5 separate regions of the Mus musculus genome follow, and regions 2, 3, 4 and 5 are each linked to region 1. A link is a contact called in public Hi-C and HiChIP or PLAC-seq data. All regions are on one chromosome and are shown on one strand. The core of a region is the stretch at or near the end of the contact, and the rest is flanking DNA. Distances in the headings are between cores, read along the strand shown. Region 1 overlaps Gm33782 (a long non-coding RNA gene). Region 2 overlaps Gm33843 (a long non-coding RNA gene). Region 3 overlaps Gm33843 (a long non-coding RNA gene). Region 4 has its middle 80 kb from the start of Gm33843. Region 5 has its middle 120 kb from the start of Gm33843.

Region 1 (4,944 bases), core at 777-3,276:
ATTAGGACTTGTATAGGTAATGACAAACTAAAGTAGTGTTTTCAGACTGAAACATTGGTGGCCCTGATAGACTGAGAAACTCCCCAGGCCTCTTCCAAAGATGTACTTGATGGAGAAGCAAGGGCCGGATTCTCCATTTCCCAGCCTCCAGTTTGATTTGCTTTCCATGACATTAGGTTATAGCAACTGAGGTTTGAGAAAGAAAAAAAAATGTCATTCATCATTTCTATTTATAGTTATGGCTAAGGAAGCTATTGAAGGACATGTAAAAATCTGTAAAATATATATGTATGTATACATGTACACATTCAAGGAAATAATTACACACACACACACACACACACCATCTCCCATGTTTTAACAAAGAAAGCACAACCTCCTGACGCTGCCATTTTCCACACAGTCTTTTGTTCGTTTCTTGAACAGCTGCCGCTATGAGTAGGTGAAACACACACACACACACACAGATCAAATTGCAGTTAGGTGTGTCAAAATGACTGGGTGTTCTTGTTCTGGGTTCCCAAGGCTAATTATTATTTTTAACGCCGTTTGATATGCTAAGTGAGGCTGCAGTAAGAGTCCTCATGTGTGCATTAGTCATTGCCATCACCGCCCATGGGTACTTCTGCATGTTTTGCTGCTTCCAAAGTGTCTGTAAACGATTCTATCTAAGCATCTGAAGAACATCACAAGCAGCTTCCTCTATGGTTTTTTCCTAGGAAATAAATACCAAACTGGCACAACGATGGCAAAACCGTGAGTGACATCAGTACATACAGTGCCCTGTCCTTCCATCCTGTCACGTGCCTGGTGGGTAAACATAAATAAATCACCTAATTTCCCTGTGCCTCAGTTGCTCTATCTGTAGTATGGAGCAATGAGGAATGAGATCTCAAGGGCCCACTTTTGAACTATAAAGCAGGCTTCTCTAAAGAAGGAGAGAAGGAAGGAGGGTCCTGTGGTGTGTTCGGCCTGTTCCACATAGCTAACTGCAGTTGTTTCCCGTTGCTAGGTCGTTTATTGATTGCCTACAACTAAACCTATTATCTTTGTCTAGAATCTTTTGAAGCAATCCATGAATAACAACTCATTTCAATTTCATAATGACTCCGAGGTCTTACCAGCTGTTGCCGCGCCTGTCTTACAGACTAACAAACAGACGCAAAGACACAAAGCCATTCGATTCAAGTCTGGCAGGTGTGAGACATAGATCCAGGGCTCACGTACTACAGCTAGTTCAGGGTCCTGGAATCCACTCTGTTATGTCCTGCGGAGCGGCCAGGAGCTTGACTGAGAGGCAAAAACAGCTAGCATCCTCAGGCTCTGCTCTCCAAGAACACACTGAAGATCACTGAAGGGCTAGCAAGCCCTCTACGTGGGCTAGCATGGAACAGAGAGGTCTCAACAATTTGAAGGAACATCAGGAAGTGTAAACCACCCCCCAACCTTCTGTAAGCATTCCTACCACACCCCACTAAGGTGGAGGGGGGCGGGGGCTGGAGGCAAGGAAGGGAAATCATACCAATACATGCCTGCTCCAGATCCAATCTTCCAGAAACAGTCCAAAGGAACACCCTGGGCATGTTCAAGACTTGATTTATTTAGTAGCTAACAGCGTAACTGCCAACTACAATCTTCAAACTAGCTTTACCCACTGCCCCACCCATCCATCAGACCTTGCCATTCCCACAGGCAGTGAGAAGGACCAGGTATGTTCATGTGTAGATTTCTCTGCTTGCTAAAACCCCCCAGGCTTTCCTTTGTTCTCAGGACATGCAAGTGGCCACCTGTATACCTGTGTTCTGGACTGTACGTAATCCTGCTGTCAGCTCCCAAATAAAACTCCCTTATTGATTGACTTTTGACAATTCCAGTCATTTTGTTTGTTTGTTTTGTTCTGTTTCGTCGTCCCCCACCCCCACCCCATTTCCTTCCCTTAAGGCAGCTCGAGGTAATAAAGGAACTGCCTGGTCTTGATCACGAGGTCCTCTTGCCTCAGCCTCCAAGTCCAGGATGACTACAGTGCCTAGGGGCATCTCTGCGATTTCAATCTGCCCTCTACAGGCCACAAGGAATACCCTAAAAGAATGATCTGCCACCAAGCTTCTGGTTCTCCCATGGCACTTGCACCACAAACACAGTGATTCCCAAGCTGGTGGCCACCTTACGACACTGTTCTGTCACTTGCATAAATGTCTTTTTGGTGTGTTGTCAGGCAAATACCTGACACTTGGCACTCTGAAAATTCCTAAAACACCACATACTGCAAAGTCAATGATTTGACCAGCTGTGAGCCCGCTTGCAACCCAAACCGGCAGGACTAGAAACAAATCGCACTGCTTCATGCTACAGAGCCATCTTTCCTAAGGGTGGGTGCGGTCTTGTGATCCTTGTGTCCAGTCCAGTTTCTCATATGTGTATTGTGACTTCTGCTTGTGCAAAACAGGACGTTGCTTAACCAGGCCCTTATGGGAGGAAATACAGCCCAGCAAGCAGAACAATGATTTGAAAGTCCTGAGTTCTATTTTCAGATCTGCTGTTGACTGGCTGTGCAGTCAGCCCTACGAAGGTCATTAGCAAAATGGCCTTGCCCTGTTGGCGGTCTCTGTATTCGCAGCTCTGGACGGGAAACAAATCAGGGAGCTGGCACTCAGCCTTGAGGAACTAGAGTCTTAGGAGAATAGATGTATCGTCAGGCTTTGTCTTCATTCTTAAAGCAAAAGCACAGAACAAAGCCTCTGGGGTGGGGGAAAGGAGCTGGAGTAGAATTCAGAGAGGAACCTGATAACCTTTCCAATACCAGAGACGTGAAGGGATGGCATGAGCGTTCAGGTCAAAGGCAGCTCTTTGGCACATGCTGAATCTCCTGTGTGGGATACGGAAGAGACAAAGGAACCTGAGCTTTGACAGACTTCTGTGAACTGAGTCAAAAACAGATATCCAGAGTGCTGCCTGGTAGGGAACAGGCTGAGGACTGGAAGGGTCTGTGGAGAACCAGAAAGCTTATAGCCCCTTCTAAAGAGTCTGCACCAGCTCTTTGTCCCTCAGATAAGCCAGTGACAAGGTCCTGAAGTGCTAGTGTTTTAAGAGGCACTGCACACTACCATTTTTATCAGGACTTCCCTTTTCTTTAAATGAAGATCCATCCAAGTTTTAAAGTGATAGCGGGCAGGTAAAAATGTGTGTGTAACTTGAACAAAGCCCTTTCCACATCTCTTTAACATGTCCATGGATGGGATTTCATAAGAGTTGAATTATTGTTTTCTGATAATGGAGCTATTCCTTTAAACAGAAGGGAATGAGCAGTCTAGAATGCGCGAGTGTTTAAAAAAATCCCAGTGCACGGGGCTGGGGAGATGGCTTAGTTGTTAAAGTGCTGGCTGGGGAGATGGCTTAGTTGTTAAAGTGCTTGCTATACAAGCAAGCGGACTTGAGTTTGGATGCCTAGAGCCCCTGTGAGAAGTGATAAGACAGTTGCCTTAGAGTTAATCTTGCTTTGGTGAAACACTACCACCAAAAGCAACTCGGGGAGGAAAGGGTTTATTTGACGTACACATCCTGAATCAGAGTCCATGGAAGCCAAAGCAGAAACTCCAAGTGGTCAGGAACCCAGAGGAAGGACTTGATTCATAGGCTACAGATGGGTAGTGCTTACTGCCTTGCTTCCAATGGCTTGCTTAGCCTACTTTCTTTTAGAACCCAGAGCCACCAGGCCGGGGTGGTAATCAACGACAACGGGGCCCTTCCACATTCAATCACTAATTAAGAAAATGTTCTACAGGCTTGCCTATAGCCTGATCTAAAGGAAGCATTCTCTCCAATGACTCTAGCTTGTGTGAAGATTACATAAAACTAGGCAAGACAATAATCTATATGGGTATTCTAGCACAGGGGAGACAAAGACAAAGAAAATCCCCCGAAGGTTGTTGGACAGCCAGCCGCTCTTGCTGAATCCTCAAGCTGTAGGTTCATTGAGAGATCGTGTTTCAAAACCAGTGTATTGCTGTGATGATTTAGGGCAGATGCTGAAATGCATGGGCAGGATATATACAAGCACATCTTCACACACACAGGAATGTATATACATACACACAGGACTTACACAGGTCTAAACACAAAGATTCTGGTTGAATTAGAGAAGTTTGTAGCCAGGGCACTGGGGAAGTGAAACACTTCTTGGGTTTTCCTAACATACAACCATGGTCCACAAATGCTACATTAACCATTTCTAGAAAGTTTTAAGAACTTTGGGCGTCCTCATTTTTTTAAGTTGTTGAAAATGTACAGCCGATCGATCTGTGACAATGAATCAGAGAACAAACATTTGCTATGGGCTGTTTTCTTTTTTTCTCAACTGAGACTCCACTATTCAGCATCTTGGCTTGCTGGGGACCTCAATGCCTTTCAGGTTCATTAAGAGCCAGCTGACAGCAGACACTCACTGGGCACAATGGGTATTGTTACAAAAGTCAAACCCAACAAAAGACGAAGGAGAAGTGCGAGCTGAAGCACATTTAAGTATTTATGGGGAGAATTAATTTGTTGTCTGATGGTCATGCACTGGACCACAGAGCAAAGTACTCCTTTTAAAAGTGAAACTCAATCTCTGTCCACATTCTAAAGGCCATAAAACTCACCACATGAAACTAATAAATGAAGCATAAAAGTCATATACTTGCAGGGTTTTTGCTCTCCCTTACTTTGTAGGCTGTGTGCATTATAAGTAACCCGAGTAAGTATCAGCCTTAGGTCTCCTTCTGGTTCTTATTCACCTCTAGCTCTTCTTGCCATCTGTTCTATTTCTCATAATAAAATTCTAGTGTAAAGTGAGAATGTTAAATCATGGACAAAAGAATGTAGCAACGGGGCATTTCTTAGGTCTAGATGCATTGGAAGAGCCCCTAACAAAGCTGGTGTCAAGGACTCCCTCATTGCATCCTCAAT
Region 2 (4,944 bases), core at 1,819-4,318, 240 kb before region 1:
TATGTGTATGTGTGTATGTGTATATGTGTATTGTGTATGTGTATATGTGTGTATGTGTATATGTACGTGTGTTTGTGTGTATAAATGTATGTTTGTGTGTTGTATGTATGTGTGTATATTTTAGTATGTAGTGAGAGAGTGTTTGTATGTGTATGTTTGTATGTGTTGTGAGTGTATGTGTGTGTTTGTATGTTTGTATGTGTATGTTTGTGTGTGTGTTGTACGTATATATATGTGTATGTATGTTGCAGGAAATGTTAAAAGATCAACAAGTTCCTGCGCTACACCCAGCTATTCTCCGCCTTGGCAGTCACACTGCCTCTGCCCCCTAGGCTAGCCCCACCCACGATGGATGGAGGTTCAGCCATCCACCCACTGTGGTCAGTGGTCAAAAATCCTCTTAACCCAAGAAATCAAAACTCTAGAAGCTTATAATTACTCAGTCAAATTTATATATCAATAAATTCTCAATTCACAAGATACCTACACAATAATTTCAGAGCCAACTGATAATGATACAAGCTGCCCACCTAGACTGGATAAGTTACCCCAATTATTCTATCCCTATATGATATTATAGCTACCTGTGGCTATGTAAAGCCATACAGAACCTGAATCGTCCTGTTGTCCTCCACCTTCCTCCTCCTCCTCTGTCCATTCCTGCCTCTGAAACCCCTAGCTTTGCCAGCACATTTGGAAGTCCTTTTATCAACAGACTTCTTGTTGATATTTAAAGTGATTGGACAGGGAAAATTCTGCTACACATGTATGTGTATTTGTATGTGTATGTATACATGTGTGTATGTGTTGTATATGTATTTGTTTGTATGTATATATGTGTGTTGTGTGTTTGTATGTGTATTTGTGTGTGTATGTTTGTGTATATGTGTTGTGAGCATGTCTGTATGTGTGTATGTTGGTATGTGTTGCATGTATGTATATATATGTGTGTGTGCTTGTGTGTATGTTTATGTGTGTTGTATGTGTATATGTGTGTATGTATGTGTATATGTGTGTATGTGCATGTTATATGTATATTTGTGTGTATGTGTGTATGTGCATTGTAAGTGTTTGTGTGTGTGTATGTGTTGTGAGCATGTCTGTATGTGTATATGTTTGTGTGTATTATATGTATGTACATATGTGTGTATGTTTATGTGTGTGTTGTGAGTGTGTGTGTGTGCACCTCAGTAAAAGGATCAGGAACTTGGTGATAATGAGTCTGGAAACAGAGCTGTAACAAGTGAGACTACTCGCTGGTGCCTTTATCCCAGTTCCTCTCAGCTCTTAACAGCCTTACAAGTGGCAGCATGTCTCCAGGGAGATCTCTCAACCAAGAGCTTGAGAAACAGCACATTTGGAAGTCCTTGCCTGCAAGAACGAATTGTGCTTATTGCTTGGTTGGTTGGCTGGCTAGTCTCTTTGTTCTGTGGGTAAAGGGCAGCAGTGAACTAGGAAAAGAAAACACGTTTTCAGATCTGAAAATCGACTCAGTTCAAAACACATTGCCCTGGCTGTCATGGTCCTTGAGTTCTGGTAAACTGGAGTGGGGGCCACTGACCCTGGTATCTATGTGTGGGGGTACATGTAGTACAACCGTGTGTTGGGGGATGTGTCACTGTGCAGCTGGGCATCTGGAGGGGAAAATTCATCCAGCTGTTGCTGAACAAGAGTAGGGCCTAATTCATGCATAATTCAGAGAGTTATGCATGTCCATGCATAATATCAGACATGCATGTCACAGAGGGAACAAATGGTCACTTTCAACCTCACTCTTTCTCTGGAGCACAGAGAGAAAGGCCACCTTTGTGCTTTTGTGTACCTTGTGTACCTTGACAGTGCGTCTGGAACTAGGTTTGCAGGTAGGGCCGTGAGAATGACCCTGGCTCCCCCTGGGAGCCCCTTTCTAACCAGTGTGGAAGGCAAACATGTGGACTCCTATGTGAACAAAGAATTGGTCAGATTTTTAACTCAATTCCATTGGAAGCACAAGCCTGATTAATTTCTCTTAGGATTTAATGCACAGCGAGGTTAGAAAAAAAAAATGTATCTTAAGCCTTTTCATCTCGTCTCTTTCTATTCAATCTTCCTCAGTCATCATGGCCAAAAGGAAATTAATTTCCTGCATTGGTAAGGGAGAATTTACCTTGCAAGCTAGACCTGACTTTTGCTTCCTGTCCTATCTTTTAAACTCCATTTCCCTCGAATCGTCCAAAGAAGAAAATCTGTAATGAGCAGGGTGTAAGCCAAGCTTCTTTTTAAGCTAAACCTCAACTGCCATGTTTTTTTTTTTTTTCAATGAATCACTGAGTTGTGTGGTGAGGGGATAAAGAAAACCAAAGCATTACACAGTAAACACCAGCCTATACCACCGAAATAAGGCGATGTGGTAACATACCCTTCCATCCAGCTCCTTTTCTAGAATAGTGTCTTCCCTTTGTTGTTTTTAGTCATAAAATGTCTGTGGCAGAGACGAGCCTCTTACATTGTAACTCAGATCTTTGTGGTGGTGATTGGTCCAGGACTGAATAATAAGTAGCATATTTATCCAAGACTACTTCCTGGGACTAAGAAGCCAGCCCTATTGTACTGCAACTGATAGAAAACTGAATCCTGATACTGCTGTTTTCTTCTCGTCCTATGATCTTGGTTTTGTTATTTTGCTTTCTTCTCCTTAAGATGGGGTCTCTTTTCTGTCCTGTAAAACCTCTCGGCATCTCTGTAGGAAGTTCTCTTCTCTCTGTTTAAATCCTGTTTAAATTGAGTCTCTATTACTTGCTAGGAAACGAATCTCAGGCAACACCTTCCCAAATCCCTCAAACCTGGTATCAGTTTGCTTTCCTCTTTGGATCAGCAGAACCCTGATTCCCTGAGGAGACATCAAGGGATGTAGAGGCCACGGTGGCTTCAATCTCCTTTCACTCACTGAGGTCTCGGGTGGATCACTTAGCCTCTCTGATATTACTGTTTCCTTTGCAGTGTTGCTTTGAGATCTAGACACCACAAGCGTGAATTAGTGAGCCCCATAGGCAGTCAACAGTGGCCTTTTAGACTCTAAAAATAGCTGTTGCAACAACACGAAAAGTGCTCCTCAGAGTGGGAAAGTGTGACAGAGACGGGGTTTCTGGGTCGTTTCGTTCATCTCTCTTCATCTCTCTTCTTTCATCTCTCAGTCTCTCTTCTTTACCCACCCACCTTTTCTTTCCAGTGCCCGGGGTCAAGCTCAGATACCCTCACATACTAGACAAGCAATCTTCTGATAAGCTGCACCTCCCCTTTTAATCTTTTCGTCCCCTTTCCCTTTCCGTTTATTTTTCCATTGGAGGTCCAAATATTCACCCATCTGATTACTAGGAAACAGCTACAGGGTTAGCAGAAAACTCTCTTTCAAAAGAATACCTGTGCATGCTTGCCACTTTCTGGTCATGGATCCTGTGTAGAGATCAGAGAACTTTTGGAGATCTGCTCTTTCCTTCCACCAAGAGTCATCCACTGAGCCATCCTGCCTGCCCCAGAGAACTTTTGAGTACAGTTTCTCGACAGAATAATTTTCTTCATCCTTTCAAAGCCACTCTATTGAGAGGTCCAGGACTTTCCCTATGACCCTGTCTCAGGTTGAGAGTCCCAGGGAGTGAGAGGCAAAGGTGTGCACGTGTTCAACAGAGGAGTGCTCATGGGAAGCCACACTAGTGAGCAATTGGCAAGACAGGACAAAAGACCAAGTGCTAGAGGTGTCAACCTGTATCCTACATAAACCTCTCCAAACTGGAATACCTACCAGGGCTGTTCTGAAAGAGGGCAAGGAGGTCTAGCCTTCCTGCCTCTGCCTCCAGGAGATCTTGCAACCAGGACTGAGCAGCTTCCTTCTGCCAAGGGAAAGTTCTATAAGGAGACTTTTTCTCCCATCATCATCATCCTCCTCCTCCTCCTCCTCCTCCTCCTCCTCCTCCTCCTCCTCCTCCTCCTCCTCCTCTTCTTCTTCTTCTTCTTCTTCTTCTTCTTCTTCTTCTTCTTCTTCTTCTTCTTCTTCTTCTTCTTCTTCTTCTTCTCTTTCTACTTTTTATTTTACTTTTTTTGTTTTTTGTTTGTTTGTTTGTTTGTTTGTTTGTTTTCTGAGACAGGGTTTCTCTGTATAGCCCTGGCTGTCCTGGAACTCACTTTGTAGACCAGGCTGGCCTTGAACTCAGAAATCTGCCTGCCTCTGCCTCCTGAGTGCTGGGATTAAAGGCAGGCACCATTTTGTGAACTTCTTTTAAATGGAAAGTAGATTCTTCTCTTATACAATGCACCCCACCCTCCACTTCTCCCAGCTCTCCCTTTCACCTCCATTTTCCCAGATCTGCTCCCCCTAATTTCTGCTGCAGAAAAGAGGGGGTCTCTTAGAGACAACAGTCAGACCGGATAAACCAAGATACAGTAAGACAAAGGGAAAGACAAGGTCACCCAATAGGAGGAAAAAAAAAGAGTCTCAAGAGCAGGCAAAAGAGTCAGAGATATACCCAGCCTCCACTGTTAGGAGTCCACTGAACAAGAACACCAAGCCAGCAACTATAACATATACACAAGGTCCTGCTGCAGACCCTTATATTATAGGCCCTGTGCTAGCCACTCAATCTCTGTGAGCTCATGTGAGCGCTGCTTAGTTGATTCAATGAGCCATGTTCTCTTGGTGTCCTCCATCCCCTCCGACTCCTATATTTTTTTTTCTCCGCTCTTCCATGGGGTTCTCTGGTCTCTGAGGGGAGAGGCCCAGTGGAGACCTCCATTGAGACTCTCTCCTGATAACATCAGCCTGGGCACATGCTTTTTCAATTTTATTTTATTTTTTTAACTTGTTTTTACTTTTAAGCTTGCCTCCAACTCCATCATTTTAGTGACTGAACATTGAGCAAAGGCTCTTCCCTCATTAGAGGATTCAACTGTATGACTCAGAAGAACACAAGT
Region 3 (4,944 bases), core at 989-3,488, 210 kb before region 1:
AGCTTTGCATTGTGTAGTGAGCAGCTTTTATGGCAGGTGTATATGACAGGGGAAGACACTCATGTTATTGTAGTCAAGGGGGGGGGAGGGAGGGAGGGATAGAGAGAGAGAGAGAGAGAGAGAGAGAGAGAGAATATGAATGAATCCAGATGTAGTGGTACATCCTTATAATGCCAACACTTGGGAGGCTGAGGCAGGAGAATTCCACAATTTGGACTTTATGTAAAAAACAAAACAGAACAAAACAAAATGGTCAGAAAAGACAGCTCAGCAGTTATGAATGCTTACTGCCTTGCAGAGGACCTGAGTTCAGTTTCCAGTACCCACATTAGTGGCTCACGTATAACTTTAGTTGTAAGATGTTACACCTCTGTAGTCTCCGTGAACATTTGCACTCTCACATATAACCCCCTCCCCATACTCATACTTAAACATAATTAATCTTTAAAAGAATTAAAAACTAGAAACAAAACAAAATACTTACAAAAATCAGGAAACACTTCTCCTCAAACCACCAAAAAAAACCATATAGAGGGATGACACTAGAGTTCTAAAGTCCCTTGCATAAACACATCCTCATGACCTAACTTCCTTCCATTAGGCATTGCCTTTTAAAGGCTCTACCACTTCCCAACAGCACCAGAGGCTGGGACCAATACTTAATTTTATGTTATGAGTGTGGGTGTTTTGCCTGCATGTATACTTGTATAGCATCTGAATGCCTGGTGCTCCTGGATGCCAGAAGAGGGTACCAGATCCCCTAGGGCTAAAGGTACAGATGGTTGTAAATATCCACGTGGATTCTGGGAATCAAACCCATGTGCTCTGAAGTATCAGACAGTGCTTTGAACCACAGAGTAGTATCTCCAGTCGAGTAATTAAAAAATTTAACACGTGGGCCTTTGGGGGACAGTTACAAAAACATAGCACAGAATAAGCTGAAATACACACAGGTATCGTACTCATCAATACAAAGGGGCTAGGGAGATGGCTTAGTCAGTAAAAAAGCTTGCTGTGAAAGCATAGGAACTCACATTTGGATCCCCGGCATCCACCTAAAACCATGGGTATGGCTGGAGAGTGGTCGTATATAGAGCTTAAGCCTGGGTGCCTCAGTGACCAGTTAGGCTACCAGAAATCGTGTGCTCCAGGTTCAACATGAGGCCCTGTCTCAAAAGAGTAGGGCAGGAGTTGGGAGACATGGCTCAGCTCAGCAAGTTACAAGCAGACGTCGGTTTTGCTAAAGACCCATGTTCAGTTTTCAGCATCTCCATGGTTGTTCACAACTGACCATAACTCTAGTTCCAGGGGATTGAATGTCTTCTCCTGAACTCAGCCAGCAATGAGCACACACATGGTCCACAGACATACATGTGAGCACATCGCTCCTGCTTATAAAATAAAATAACTCTTAAAAAAAATGGAGTGGGGGAGAGATCAAGGAAGACACCAGATGTGAACCCCTGGCCTCTGCACGCATGCTTACACACACACACACGTGACTGTGAACACAGTGCTCTCACACACAAAACCATCAGTGGAAAAGCTTTGATAATTATGTGTCCTTTGAAACTTCCTGTGTAAACACTATTGTTAGTGTTATATTAACATTAGTGTGACATTAGCGTAGTATAACTTTCTTCTTTTTGTGGGTTAGAAATGTATGGAAAAGTACAAAAAGTGGATCTTTATTTACTGTAGTGTGATTTAAAACATTAGAGACACAGAACCAGAAGTCTTACTTCTTGATGAGGTTATTTACCAAGAGTCACTTGCATAGCATCTATCTGGTTCTCACTGTGTAACCTATGCTTTGTAGGCAGAGCCGTTCTCTGCCTCACTTCAGAATCACGTGGCTCTTTGTCCTTGTGTCTAGCACTTTATTCTTTGCAATCAATATCCTGCAATCAATATATATGTAACAATATAGATATATCAGTATAGCCTGCTAAGTTCACTTAGTGTTGCTAATATGTATCTCTCTCTCTTGATCTATCATCTATTATCTATCTGCATGTGCTGTGTGTGTTCGAGTGTGCACATGTGCATGTATGTATGGTTTTAGGGCTGACCACTTGGTACTAGATAATCAAATCATTACTGGGGAAGAGTCTCCCTCTTCTAGAGTTTCTTTAATGTAGTTTCTCTAGTGCTGATATCATCTATCTGTGTGTGTGTGCATGCATGTGTATAACAAACACTTCCTCACTCATGATGATAAGTTACTTTCACTTAGTCCCCTGAGTCAGCTGTGGATCCTGCAACTCCATTTCCACTGACTTCACAGAGCACTCTTTCACACTCACTGCTGCCTGTTCTCACACTCACCTCTGCCTGTTCTCACACTCACTGCTGCCTGTTCTCACACTCACCGCTGCCTGTTCTCACACTCACTGCTGCCTGTTCTCACACTCACCGCTGCCTGTTCTCACACTCACCGCTGCCTGTTCTCACACTCACTGCTGCCTGTTCTCACACTCACTGCTGCCTGTTCTCACACTCACCGCTGCCTGTTCTCACATTCACCGCTGCCTGTTCTCACACTCACCGCTGCCTGTTCTCACACTCACCGCTGTCTGTTCTCACACTCACCGCTGCCTGTTCTCACACTCACTGCTGCCTGTTCTCACACTCACCGCTGCCTGTTCTCACACTCACTGCTGCCTGTTCTCACACTCACTGCTGCCTGTTCTCACACTCCGCTGTGTGTTGGTGCCTTTTCCCTCTGGTTGGCCAATCCCCTTTCTCATTTATCCATTTTTGTCAAAATCATGTGGCTTAGTCTCTGGCTGATGCGAAGACAGCATAACTACATATTTTGCTGTCTCTTTGTGAACTGAATAACTTGTTCAGCAGCCACTCCCTGACAAACATCAAACGTTCTGATCAGAGTGTGTGTCTGTGCTTCTGAGATTTACACAGTGATTTGGGGACCGAAATGCTGGTGATAAAGTTTGAACTTTATACAATTATTTACAGCTAATAGGTCATGGTAATTAAAAACATGAACCATGCTGTAAAGGGACTGGTATTACTTAACTGAGTCACGGTGACTAGGATTCCTGTATATTAAAACCACACAAAACAAGGCCTGCCTATGCTTGGTATCTTAAACCAAGAGATGAAAAGCCCAAAGATCACTGTTAACCAGGAGACCCTGGGAACATCCACTTCCTCCTATCAGTAGCGCTCCAGTCTTAATTTTAAAATAAATTTAAAAATGTGATTTCATTGTCTTTTTCCAGTGTGGAAGACTAAAGAAAAACATGAGAAATCTAGTCACCCCTCCGTAGAATTAGTGGATGTAGATACTGATCAAAATTACAACGAGCATGGAAGTTCATCTCCTAGGATCACATTTGAGCAGTGCACTATTGCTCTTGATAAAATTGATCCTGCATGAGCTTATAAAACTGCCTCTTGTTCATCCAATCCTGCTTAATGTTGCATAAAAAAATAGATATTGAGCTCACAGAGTGAACGGCCATCAGTGTTCGGATGCAGGAGTAATCCTGCTGTGTGGAATCTGCATACGGAGCTATAACTGCATACACAGCTCTCCTGTGGTGCTTGCTTGTGAATACGCATATATGACATCTAGGGACAACTTGAGCATAATACAAACTTGTATTTGCTTATGCATGATTTCCATCGAGGGAAACACTAGGCAAATGCAGAAAACAGCACCCAGGTGTACCATGCTGCATATGAAGACACAAAGTCTACCTTCTCCAAGGTCTATCCTCTCTGTCATTCCCCCACATGCATCACGAGGCACACTAGGCATACATTTTTTTGCAACCTTCTTTTTATATAACCTTTTTGCAACCTCTCCTCTAGCCTACCACCCAGCAGAGGTAGTGGAAGAGAAAAGTTATTAGGCTATGGGGGAAGTGAACCTGTTAGCAATAGTTCTTTGGTGTGTGTGGGGGTGCACTTGGTCTTCTTTCACAGCAGTTCAGTCCTGTAGCAAACACCAAATGGGATTCAGCAGCTGCAGACCCATCCTCCAGGCAGGCAGATAATAGCCATAAACCAGCAGCTACAGTCCAGTCCTTTCAGCAAGCAGACACCAGGCACGAACCAGCAACCTGGTTAATCCTTAAGAAACCATCAGGCTTTCTCATGGCCTAGGTCACAGAAGCAGCAAGCTGCTGCAGGAACGTCACAAGCAGTTCTTGGTTGAGATTCTCTCAATGGCAGTGTTACTGCAAGTTGAGCTCTACAACACTATGTAAGGTGAACCAATACATGCGTGACTTTAGTGAAGAATAGCGAGGCAAAGCAAACCAAACCAATGCTCAGTGTTTGTTTCCCACTGTCTGTGAGGTCATACTCCTTCATCAAGCGTCCCTTTACATGTTTGCTATATCCAAACACCCTTTCATCTAAATCTGCTTCAGGAAAACAGTCTTCCACTTGTTTGCTCTAGCAAGACATCCTTTGACTTGTGTGTCCCAGCAAAATAACATTTGGCATAACTAACTTTCCAAAGAAACTAGAAGTTTCCACTTCATACCCTTCATCCCCACCTATAATGACAATTTTCTGTGGAGTCACACGTCACTTACCTTCTACCATTTCATACTAAAAGCCAGTCTTCCTGATGCCCATTTCTAAGTCAATTGTAATATGTGTGTACTTAACAACTACTGAAGATGGAAAAACTTCGATACTGATCTTTTTAGATCCCCATCTCTTCCTGCTATATATTGTCAACAATGGGGCACTCCAACTTCATAAAGCTGTAGTTTCCATTGTGCGACTGTGCATGCACAGTGACTTTTTTTTGAAATGTTCATGTCACAGTTTACTTGTAAACTAATTCAAATATGGAATATGCATAGAACTTTTTCTCTCCCAAGACAAAATTTACTACTACAAAGTTATTTGAAGTTTGAGTGGGTAAGGTGTATTATATAATGTTGCTTTTCAGAACCAAGT
Region 4 (4,944 bases), core at 634-3,133, 190 kb before region 1:
ACACTTTGAAGCTGCAGTTCAAATCCTTGTCAGGGGTCAAAGGCAGGCAAACGGCCATGCTTGCAGATGTGGTCCCCCCCACCCCCTCAGAGGCCTCCTTGTCAGAAGGCTTATCATATAGTCCCTGTCACTCTGCCAACAAAGAGATGATGTGTCAGGTGTGGACAGCCAGCTGTCTGAGGGATCAAAGGAATGCAGCCTTGCAAATGAGCATATTATGAGAGAATGAACAGAAGTAGATGAGTGAAGGGGGCTGGTGCGTGCTTACTCCAAGAGTTATGTGCTACTCTACACATACCCGCCCCCTCCCCTCCCCCGCCTCCAAACACAGGATACTTATGGTGCTGGGCTATGTGTGTGCCCTGGTGCCTGAGTGTGGGCATGTATGTGTGTGTGAGCGTGTGTGTATTTACTCACCCCTATGTGTGTAAGCAAATCCTAGAAGTTGATGTCAATCACCCTTCACATTTTATTATTATTATTATTATTATTATTATTATTTACTATTTACTATTACAGAGGCTGAGCCTCTTACCTGTCTGGAGCTAACTTACACTGGGCTGCTGGCCATGCAGCCTAAAGGTCCAGACTGTCTGATTCCCCTGGGCTGGTTTACAGGTGCTGGTAAGGACTCCAGATTTTTACATGGATCTTGGGATCTGAACTCAATTCTTGACCTACTGAGCCATGTGTATGTCCTGACATTCGTGCCCATAATTAAGACATAACTCATTTGTTTTTATTTTTTGTTGTTGTTGTTTGTTTTTGTTTTTTGGGTCTTTTGCTTTCTTGGACCTTTCTGCCCTAGCCTGATATCTTTAAACTTGTAATGTGATGGAATTTAAAATAGGCTCCCTTGGCCTCATGCTTCTAAAGGTGCTGTGACCTAAAATGCTTTATATTGTTTTTCTTGATCTACTGATTCTTTTCCCAGCTATTCAACCATCCAGGATGCAGTCAGTTATCATTTAGCCAGAAAATGTTGACTGTGTTTCTTTACCATTCTTTTCTCAAAGGGCTGTCTGCAGGCAACGTGATAGCATACACCAAAGGCTTTGCAGAGTACACATTCAACACCAGGACCAGTAAGGTCGGTCTATTTGTTTCCCAGAATGCTGTGTTTTACAAACTGTTACATTGTTAACATAGGGACTTCACAGAGATTCCAATTTCATGGGTTTTTTCCATATGCTTAATTACTATTTCATATTTTTCTCAGTGAAATATTTCTTTATATCTTTTGCCCACATGCTACTTAAACTGGGAGCTGCTGCTGCTGCTGCTGCTGCTGCTGCTGCTTCTTCTTCTTCTTCTTCTTCTTCTTCTTCTTCTTCTTCTTCTTCTTCTTCTTCTTCTTCTTCTTCTTCTTCTTCTTCTTCTTCTTCTCCTCCTCCTCCTCCTCCTCCTCCTCCTCCTCCTTCTCTCTCTTTCTCTCTCCCTCTCTCTCTCTGTGTCTCTGTCTGTGTCTCTCTTTCTCCCTATGTTCTCAAAATTGGCTCCAAACTCACAATCTTCCCACCTCAGCCTCCACAGAGCTGAGATTACAGGTGTGCATCTCTGAACTGGTTTTGCTGTTACATTTCAAACATTCTTTATCCAGGTCTGCTGTTGACTAAGTGATTTGCAGCTACTTTCTCCACATCTTCATGTTTTTGTTTTGTTGTTGTTTTCTGTTTTCCATTCCACGACAGGCTTTCTATAGAAGAAGTAAAGGCTTACATTTTTGTTAGGTTCAATTCCCTCCCTGTTCCCTGCTTTTCTTTCTGAGACAGCATCTGGTCTCACTAAGTAGAACAGGCTGGCTTTGGAACGTAATTGTTCTGCCTCCACTCTCTGAAAGCTGGGCTTACATGAGTGTGCTGATCTGCCTGGCTCCAGGCTCTTGGTTTGCCTTTGCCGATGACTGTGAGGTTTCCTTTTGGTTTCCCATCTGACAACTCTTCACCTAAACCAAGATCTTGAAGTTTCTTTGCTATGCATCTGCCTGAAGGTTGTACAAGCTCTTGTTTTGCATACACATTTATTACGTATTTCAAGTTAATCCTTAAGCATGAGAGTTAGGCAACAGTCTGAATTTCTACCCATGGGTGTTGAGTCTCTCCAGTACCCTTGCGGAGAACGATGTCTTTGATTCAGGAGACTTGCTCAGTGCCTCAATCAAAGCTCCTGGGGCTTTTCTTTTCAAGGTTCTATTTCTGGCTTTTTTTGGTTTGTTCGATTGATCTACATGTTCTTTGACCAGCCAGTGCCACAGTCTTTTTTTTGCCTTATGACATCTTAAAATCAAGTAGATTATTTTTCTGATTTGAACGTTCTTTTTAAAATTGGTTTACTTCCCACGTTCTTATACCATTCCATGTAAAGTTTAGAAAAAAAACCTTTTCTACATCTACAGAGCTGTTGCTTGGATTTTGATAGGAATGCCATGAGATCTGTGCCTTTGTTGGTTTGGGAGAACTGACATCCTTACTGTAACGCACAATCAGGTAGTACATACGTATGTAAGCTGTGTCTCTCCATCTAATTGGGTCTCTTCTGACAGCCTTCCTCAGCATTTTGCTTTTCAGAACACGAGTTGTGCATACCCAGCAACGTTATTTTTAATAGATTGCAAATGATGTTTCAGTTTTAATCTTGGCGTTCATGAATCACATACGCAGTCCCCATTAAGTCCTTTTGCTGTACATTTTTGTAGCCTGCCAACTTGCAAAGACCACGTACAACTTCTGGGAGTATGCTGGAAATTCTGAATGTTTTCTTCTTCCTTTGTGACTCATCTGTTTTATATATTTTAAATTAAACATTTCCTCAGCGCAGGCCTAGGATGATATGAGACAGTTACACTTTTTCTGTAACCATCAAACGTATTTTAGAGAACTCAAGAGTAATATTTTGCTTCTCTTAAAAGATATTGTTTTCTTTCCCAACACTTCAAGGTCTACATTTTTATCATTTCCTTTTGGTTTGGAGACTTTTCTCAAGACACTCTTTTACAGAAGGCTTGCTGCTGGCAATTTTTCTTAGTTTTTCCTACATTTCAGAATCTCTTGATTTCCCCCCCCCCCCCCCCCGCCCATTCCTAAAGGATATGTTGCCTAGCTATACAATTCTGCATCAGTCATTTTTCCATACTTGAAAAGCATTGCAGCATTTCCTCTTGTTATCAGGTCTCCATTTTTGTCTTCTGGAAGAAAAGAATTTAGTACAGAGAAGCAGTTTGTTTTGCAAAGAAAAACAAAATATTCCATCTAAAGAGAGATTGGAGTGGGTTGCTGGGAAGCCCCCTGGGGAGCCACCCTGAGGGGTTTTTTGCATTACAGATTTTTTTTTAAGTTTTCATGAATATTTATGAGTTGGGGGTACAGTAATCCCTTTTCATGTCCCAAATCATGGTGAAACAGATCTTTTGGTGTAAATTTCTTCCGATGATTCTCCAGAGGAGGAAAAAAAAAAAAAAAAGGGAGGGGGATGCAAAACCATATGCTAAATGCTATGATATTTTTCTCCCTTGAGGATCTACTGCACACTTATGTGGCAATGGGAAAAGTCTCCTGATGCCTTAGCTTCTGAAACAGCAGGAACAGACCTACCCAAGTCTCAAGGATATTTAGCCACAAGGCCTTCCAACCTGACAGTATCCATTTCTGGTTTTCATGTATGTGAATATTTTGTTTGTGTGTTTGTACATGTCCCACTTGAGTTCCTTGTGCCCAGGGAGGTCACAAGTCAAATCTCATGGAACTGGGATTGACATCCCAGTTGTGGTTGGGAGCCAGTATGTGGATGCTGGGACCCAAACCTGGGTCCTCTGCAAGAGAACACATGCTCTTAACTGATAAGCCCTCTCTCCAGCCCCATGCCATGTCACGCTATGTTTTGTGGCTTTTAATATGAGAAATCCAGGATTTTCCATGCATGTCTTTTCTCTTACAGGTAAAGTGTTGTTTCTTGCACTGTTTTCTAGATGTTATCTGTGTTTACTTAAAAGTTTGAGTGTAATTTACCTTGATGTGGCTTTGCATTTAGAGGGTTTCAGATTAACACAGCCTTGAGACCTTGTGTCTTTTGCGAATTTCAGATGTTTAGATGTTTGTATCCATTATATTTGGTGCTTTTTCACTCCCAAACTTTCTCCTCTGCTTCGAACACTTTACTCACAAAAACATTAGGGCATTCGTCCAGTCTCAGGTTTCTGAGATTCTGTTTGTTTTATTTCCAACCTAGAGTACCTTTGTTGTTTATGGGTTTCCTGATCGTTGTCATTCAGTTTTTCTTTAAAAATAGATGTACACTAAACAGACAAAAGAAAAATACTTCAAGATTTAATCATTTTTAATGAATAAGATTAGGAAACATTACCCTTTATTGCAGAAGTCGGCCCAGTAGTCTTGCCAATGCATAGATAGGTTTTGAAACTTTTGGTTCACAGAGGACCCACTGTGACTCAAAGAAAGCTGTAATGCACTATTATCTCAACCTACACAATGGAGTGGGTGTTACCATCATTGCTCTTTTACAAATAAATAAGATGGGTGTGTTGCGGACACATTGGCCATCCCAGCACTCCAGAGGCTGAGACAGGAGGATGGTGAGCTTGCTGGTAGCCTGTGCTGCTAGCACAGTGGGACCCTGTCTCAAAAATTAAATCAAGAGTGAAAGGAAGACATGAACCCTAGAAGAAAGAAGAATAGCTTGCTAAAAACATAGAGGTAGTTACAGTGAAGCAAAACTCGGAAATGCAGGGACCCTTGACATTCTGCCAAATGTGTGTCCAACTATAGGAAAGCATTCTGAGTAGAGGCCCTGATAGAGACCATTGCTTGGAAGCTCTGGCCTGTTCATTTCTAGATCAGCTTTGCCTTAAGACCTCAGGACCCTAACAAAAGGTCATTTAGACTTCCCTGTAGCATTGGACACCAACCTTCCCATCTTTTCTCCTTTACT
Region 5 (4,944 bases), core at 825-3,324, 150 kb before region 1:
CAAATGGTGCTGGTCCAACTTGTTCACATGTGGAAGAATGTAAGTAGGTCCATATTTATAACCCTGCACAAAACTCAATTTCAAAGGATCAAAGACCTCAACATAAAACCAGGCACATCAGAAGAACAGAAAGGGGGGTAGGGGGATAGCCTTGAACTCATCAGTACAGGAGACAACTTCCTGAACAGAACTCCAATGGCTCAGACACTCACATAAAGCATTAATAAATGAAACCTCAAGAAACTGAAAAGCTTCTATAAGTAAAGGACCCCATTGTCAGGAGAAAACAACAACCTTCAGCTTGGGAAAAAGAGCTTCACTAACCCTACAACTGACAGAGGGCTAATATCCAAAATATACAAAGAACTCAAGAAGTGAGGCAACAACAATCCCAATAACCTAATTAAAAATGGGGTACAGAGCAGAAAATTATCAACAGAGGAGTCTTGAATGGTCAAGAAGCACCTCAAGAAACGTTCCATATCCTTAGTCGTGAGGGGAATACAAATCAAAATGACCCTGAGATTCCACCTCACACCCGTCAGTATGGCTAAGATCAAAAAACTCAAAGGACAAAACACTGGCAAACCACAAAGACTGGAGCAGGGGCTATTCTTGAGCCTGTTCCCTGGCTGCCTTGTCTGGCCTCAGTGGGAGAAGATGCACATAGTCCCACAACCCCAGTGCTGGAGGGGGGGGGGATTGACACCCAGAGAGGGGCGTGAAGGGGTACTGGGAGGAGAAGAAAGGCTGATATAGGGTTGTAAAGGGAATAAATAAATCTAATAAAAAAATACATGGAGATAGAACATAAAAAAACCTTATGTATGAGCAAATATAGGACAGACAGGCTCAAATATCATCAGACTTACTTTCCAGAACAACAACAACAACATACTCCCTCTTTCTTAAAACAGAGACTCCTACGAGGCTGCTTCACTTGGACGGGGGGTGGGGGGTGTGATGGGTTGTAGCGTAGAAGAAACATTAGTAAATGCTCTTGCTAAGACTGCCCATGAAGTCACAGGTTATCTGGACCATAGTGCAACCTGCCCTTCTGACATTTCCTCGGGCTACCTTTCTATGCAGTTTTCCTAGGAAAGAGGAAAAACATTCAAATCCTGCCATACAGCTTCCTAGAAAAAAGTCAGAAAGTTCCCATAGGCTACCTGAACCTAGCCTTGGTTGACAGTAAAATGGCGGTAACGATGTTTGCTTAATGTGGTGATAAATGCAATGTAAAGGGTCTCTAGACATCTTAGCTCTCATTTCCTAAACTCTGCCCTACCCCTTTCTCTCCATTCCTTCTGGAGTTATCGCACCTTTCCCAAGTGACTTCTGGAGAATTCGACCCATTTTGCTACAACCTTTTACAGGAGCCTGGAAATTCAGAGTAGTCAGGAGATTGGGTTTTGAGCAGTTTCATCAGTTCTTTCTTACTACTGCCTCTCTCTCCTTCACAAACAAGTGGCATTCCCTGGCGTTTGCAACTTTACCTTTTACTTCTATTGGAGGCAGATTGTCTAAAGACTGTTGGTAGCACATGGCAAGGGGGCTCTTCCCTAGCATAGAATTCCATTTGGAAGAGAGGTGTGCTTTTCAACATTACCTAACATTGAGATGTTTACAGAGCAAGGGGAACAGCTTTATACATCTCACACATACTTATTGATGAACCCTCCTGGGAACAGACTGTGAGACACCTACATTTGTACACAAGAAAACTAAGCCACACATTGGCTAAGTGCATTAGCCAAAAATCACACAGCTTGTAAGTGGTGATGTGAAGATTTGAACCCTAATACACCTGGTTTTGACATCTCCTCTTTCTACGACGTTTACAGCTTGCTCCCCTCCTTCTGTCAGGAGCTCACTCTATAGCAAGTCCAGGGGACTTTTCAAAGAAAATGAGCCACAAAGAATACTTGACGTAGGCATTGAGTCGAAGTCGCTGGAGCCTGACACTGTTTTCAAATATTCACAACGAAAGCATAAATGCTTTATGGATGGGCAGGTGGTGGTCTGTCTGATCAGCTTTATTTTTCTAAGTAACAGCGTTAGTCTCAGACTGCCAACCCAGAGACCTGCGAAAGGGTTTGTGGTTTGCTATTATTTCCTGGCACTAACTTACCTTGACAGAAAACAGTCTCAAAATTCCCAAGGGTGGCCAGGTTGTCAAGCCTGCTTTCTTGAAAGAAGGAAGCATTCTCACCTCCAGGAGTTGAAGTGGACGTTTTTTTCTGGCTTAGCAGTTGATAACATTGTTTTTACTAAGCATACCTGCATTTCTCCTTCCACAACCAGACTTTAAGAATTAGTTTTCTCTTTTAATCCCCACAAAAGACTACAGTTCCCATTCACCCCCTTGTCTTTGAACGGTGATAAAGGAGAGGTCAAGACTTGAGGGTTCTCTTGTCTCCTCTCCAGGCACATACAGAACCAGAGCCAGCCCCCTGCCTCCGCTTTCTGGTTGCCTGCCACTCAGCTACACGAGGTTCTTTCTCTTACACCAGCTTCTTTTTTGGCCACCAGTAAACACACTGACCTTTTGAAATATGGAAAGAAAAAGCGCTTTGAAATAAAGCTGGCGCAAACTGCGTTCAGACAGCCTCATCTGAAGGCCAGAACAAAGAGGAGCATAGTTTTCAAGCTGTCTTCGTAATTACACCAAGCAGTTATCATTCAGGCCCCGGTCTGGGTCTGAGCGTTAGCCCCACAAACTGGAGGGCAGGGCGGGCACATAGGCCACTTTGTTGCAAAGCCCTCCAGCAAAAGATCCCACGTGGTTGGTACTGTGTTCCAGGACTCTGGGCTCTTTCCTTTCTTCCTTTCCCCCCATTAAACCCCTCAAGTCTCCTTGGCAGAGGCCCCTAGGTGAGGTAAGTGCCAATTAGCACGAAGAAAAAGCTCGATGTGTTCCAGGTTTATGGCTTGGAGCTGGCTTCTCAGGAAAACATCCTTCTCTCCTCAGAAGCCGGGGTGGGCAGAGAGGATCCCGAGTATGGCTCGGATTTCATTCATTTTTTTTTGCTGCTTCTCCCCACTCCCCTCCAGAAAAAAAAAATCATTCCTTTCTGTGGGTTTTTCCAACTTGAAGTGAGGTAAGCAGACGCTTCAGCGACTGAGGTAATCACGGCAGAAGACTCTGAAACTGGGCTGTTGGGAGAAAAAAAATAGCGCCTTTTTTTTTTTTTTTTTGGTTCTTTCGAAATAAATATGGCCAGAATTCAGAACGAGTAGGTGGAGGAGCGCATCTATCTAATTTAAAGGATTGTTAAAGCCTTTTTGGAAACTTCAAATTTGGATCCGACCATTTTTTTTTTCTTCTGGGCCAGAAGCAGCTTTTTATTCATGTCCCCATCATTGGAGGCTTGCCACATTAGTATGTGGAGAAATGGGCCACCGTGACCTGCAGCTAACATCCCGAATCCCTTAAAGACCAAGAGGCTTAGCAACAGAGGCCTGAAGAAGCAGAGCTACAGGCGAACGACTTCTCTCCTCATTAATCACCCTCCATCCTTCAGTGTTTCCAGAGGGCATGAGGGAAGGCAGATGTATATTTAGATACAGGCAAATAGCACACACCGCCACCACATTTTAATGCACTGTTCTGCGCTCATAGTTTGAGTCTTGTGATTTGGATTTTCATTTGCCTGGGAACAAAGCCTGGCTTTTCTTCCCCCATTGGGAAACAGGTGAGGCTCGTTTCCGGAAGCACCATTCCGGTATCCCCGAAGCAGCAGGCTCCCGGGACCAGAGCTTGCTCTCTGCCACCTTCGTGCTGTCTGCAACAGGTGCTGCATTTGCTAGGCACAGCAGAGGTGAAAGTACCCAACTAATCAAATTGTCCTTTTTGCACAATGGCAAGCAATTGTATCCCTTTGTTCTATTGAAACTGTAGAGATAGCGCTAACGCGTATAGTTTACACGTATAGTCTTTTCAAATAGAGGGAGTGGCAGAGTGAGAGATTGCATCTCACTTACCAAGTCCTACTCTTTTAATGGGGGAGGGGGGTAGGACACAGACAGATTGCGTTTCCCAGACTCCTCTGCATTGGGTGGCGTTGTGGCACATGGAATGTGGGCCAAAGTATTGCGCACAACTTCTAAGACTTGTCCCCTAAGCCCTTAAGCAGTATTGACAAAAGAACTAACAGGTCCTCGAATGACAAAAGGGCCAATAGATTTTGTCCGTTTTCCTTTCTCTCTCCCTTGGCTAAACTGTTTGGCTACCTAAAGCTAGCCCACAAGGTCTTATTCCCTTATATGACCACTGTCTCATTCCTGAAACTAAACACCAAGGTTCAGAAACCAAAATTCAGGTTATTTAGCTCCACTAACTAACCTGTCCAATCAGGATCTACCAACTCACTCTGGCACAGACTTACCCCCTTTTCCTTAAAAACTAACACCTACAAAAATACCTGCTGCCTGCTGTCTGCCTTTGCTTAATCCAGTTCCCTAACCCCATCCCCCACCTCCTACCCCTATCTCTACATTTGCCCATCTTGTACAACAAATTTCTTTTATGCTGAGAATTTGGTGTCTGGGCATGTTCTGTATCAACTATGAGGGGCCACCCCACACCCTTACCCTAACTACTCAGTACATCCTTTAAGTAAGTGGAGGACTAGCTGGAGAAAGCCCAGTGGTTGGGTGCTAGAGTTTTGAATGTCATGAATGAAGTAGTGGCCCAGGGATCTCCTCTAACCATTGGCTACTGTGCCCTAGGACATGTACTAGTTATGGAGTAGTCATTACCCAAAGATTCTACTTCCTGCTGTCCATCTTATTCACAGTCCCTGGGTCTGCTCCTGTGAGAAATAGCATACAGCAGAAGGTAGCATTGCATCTACCTATACATGATGGTAGCATCACTCTGGCTACTCCCTTGCTTCTCTCTGTGGGAAGGCCAGGAAGCTGAAGTTTATGAGATGTCCATGT

What was found. Hi-C and Micro-C count contacts between places; a contact is called where the count stands out from the background. HiChIP or PLAC-seq counts read pairs in DNA pulled down with a chosen protein or histone mark.
Region 2: a contact with region 1 is called in an H3K27ac HiChIP or PLAC-seq map of regulatory T cells, with 3 times the contacts expected there. The contact joins two enhancer-like sites. A contact is called at or near these places in 1 of 15 datasets of contacts at CTCF or cohesin (pro-B cells), 2 of 484 Hi-C or Micro-C datasets (both in bone marrow-derived macrophages) and 3 of 115 datasets of contacts at active chromatin or transcription factors (CD8 T cells, pancreatic cancer cells and regulatory T cells).
Region 3: an H3K27ac HiChIP or PLAC-seq map of bone marrow-derived dendritic cells shows a contact between it and region 1, with 4 times the contacts expected there. The contact joins two enhancer-like sites. A contact is called at or near these places in 5 of 484 Hi-C or Micro-C datasets (B cells, bone marrow-derived macrophages, liver and 1 more), 3 of 115 datasets of contacts at active chromatin or transcription factors (bone marrow-derived dendritic cells, bone marrow-derived macrophages and pancreatic cancer cells) and 1 of 9 other capture datasets (bone marrow-derived macrophages).
Region 4: a contact with region 1 is called in a Hi-C map of regulatory T cells, with 2.3 times the contacts expected there. The contact joins two enhancer-like sites. A contact is called at or near these places in 6 of 484 Hi-C or Micro-C datasets (B cells, CD4 T cells, epidermal suprabasal cells and 3 more).
Region 5: a Hi-C map of B cells shows a contact between it and region 1, with 2.6 times the contacts expected there. The contact joins two enhancer-like sites. A contact is called at or near these places in 1 of 15 datasets of contacts at CTCF or cohesin (pro-B cells), 6 of 484 Hi-C or Micro-C datasets (B cells, CD8 T cells, ECoMG-derived neutrophils and 3 more) and 2 of 115 datasets of contacts at active chromatin or transcription factors (bone marrow-derived dendritic cells and regulatory T cells).

Annotation. Positions count from the first base shown.
Region 1 is chr10:96,330,538-96,335,481 of GRCm38.p6, reverse strand. The region is part of intron 2 of Gm33782 (a long non-coding RNA gene); the gene reads right to left. Among named protein-coding and RNA genes, the nearest start is that of Gm33782, 24 kb to the right of the region's middle. Within about 2 kb of position 2,026, at least 117 of the 459 cell types and tissues checked have an H3K27ac peak or open chromatin away from gene starts, as enhancers often do. A contact at or near this core is called in B cells, CD8 T cells, bone marrow-derived dendritic cells and 2 more, where this site is marked.
Region 2 is chr10:96,567,770-96,572,713 of GRCm38.p6, reverse strand. All of the region lies in intron 3 of Gm33843 (a long non-coding RNA gene), which reads left to right. Among named protein-coding and RNA genes, the nearest start is that of Gm33843, 29 kb to the left of the region's middle. Within about 2 kb of position 3,068, at least 25 of the 459 cell types and tissues checked have an H3K27ac peak or open chromatin away from gene starts, as enhancers often do. A contact at or near this core is called in CD8 T cells and regulatory T cells, where this site is marked.
Region 3 is chr10:96,538,320-96,543,263 of GRCm38.p6, reverse strand. The region is part of intron 3 of Gm33843 (a long non-coding RNA gene); the gene reads left to right. Among named protein-coding and RNA genes, the nearest start is that of Gm33843, 58 kb to the left of the region's middle. Within about 2 kb of position 2,238, at least 7 of the 459 cell types and tissues checked have an H3K27ac peak or open chromatin away from gene starts, as enhancers often do. A contact at or near this core is called in bone marrow-derived dendritic cells and bone marrow-derived macrophages, where this site is marked.
Region 4 is chr10:96,516,485-96,521,428 of GRCm38.p6, reverse strand. No RefSeq gene overlaps it. Among named protein-coding and RNA genes, the nearest start is that of Gm33843, 80 kb to the left of the region's middle. Within about 2 kb of position 1,883, at least 8 of the 459 cell types and tissues checked have an H3K27ac peak or open chromatin away from gene starts, as enhancers often do. A contact at or near this core is called in regulatory T cells, where this site is marked.
Region 5 is chr10:96,478,476-96,483,419 of GRCm38.p6, reverse strand. No RefSeq gene overlaps it. Among named protein-coding and RNA genes, the nearest start is that of Gm33843, 120 kb to the left of the region's middle. Within about 2 kb of position 2,074, at least 84 of the 459 cell types and tissues checked have an H3K27ac peak or open chromatin away from gene starts, as enhancers often do. A contact at or near this core is called in B cells, CD8 T cells and regulatory T cells, where this site is marked.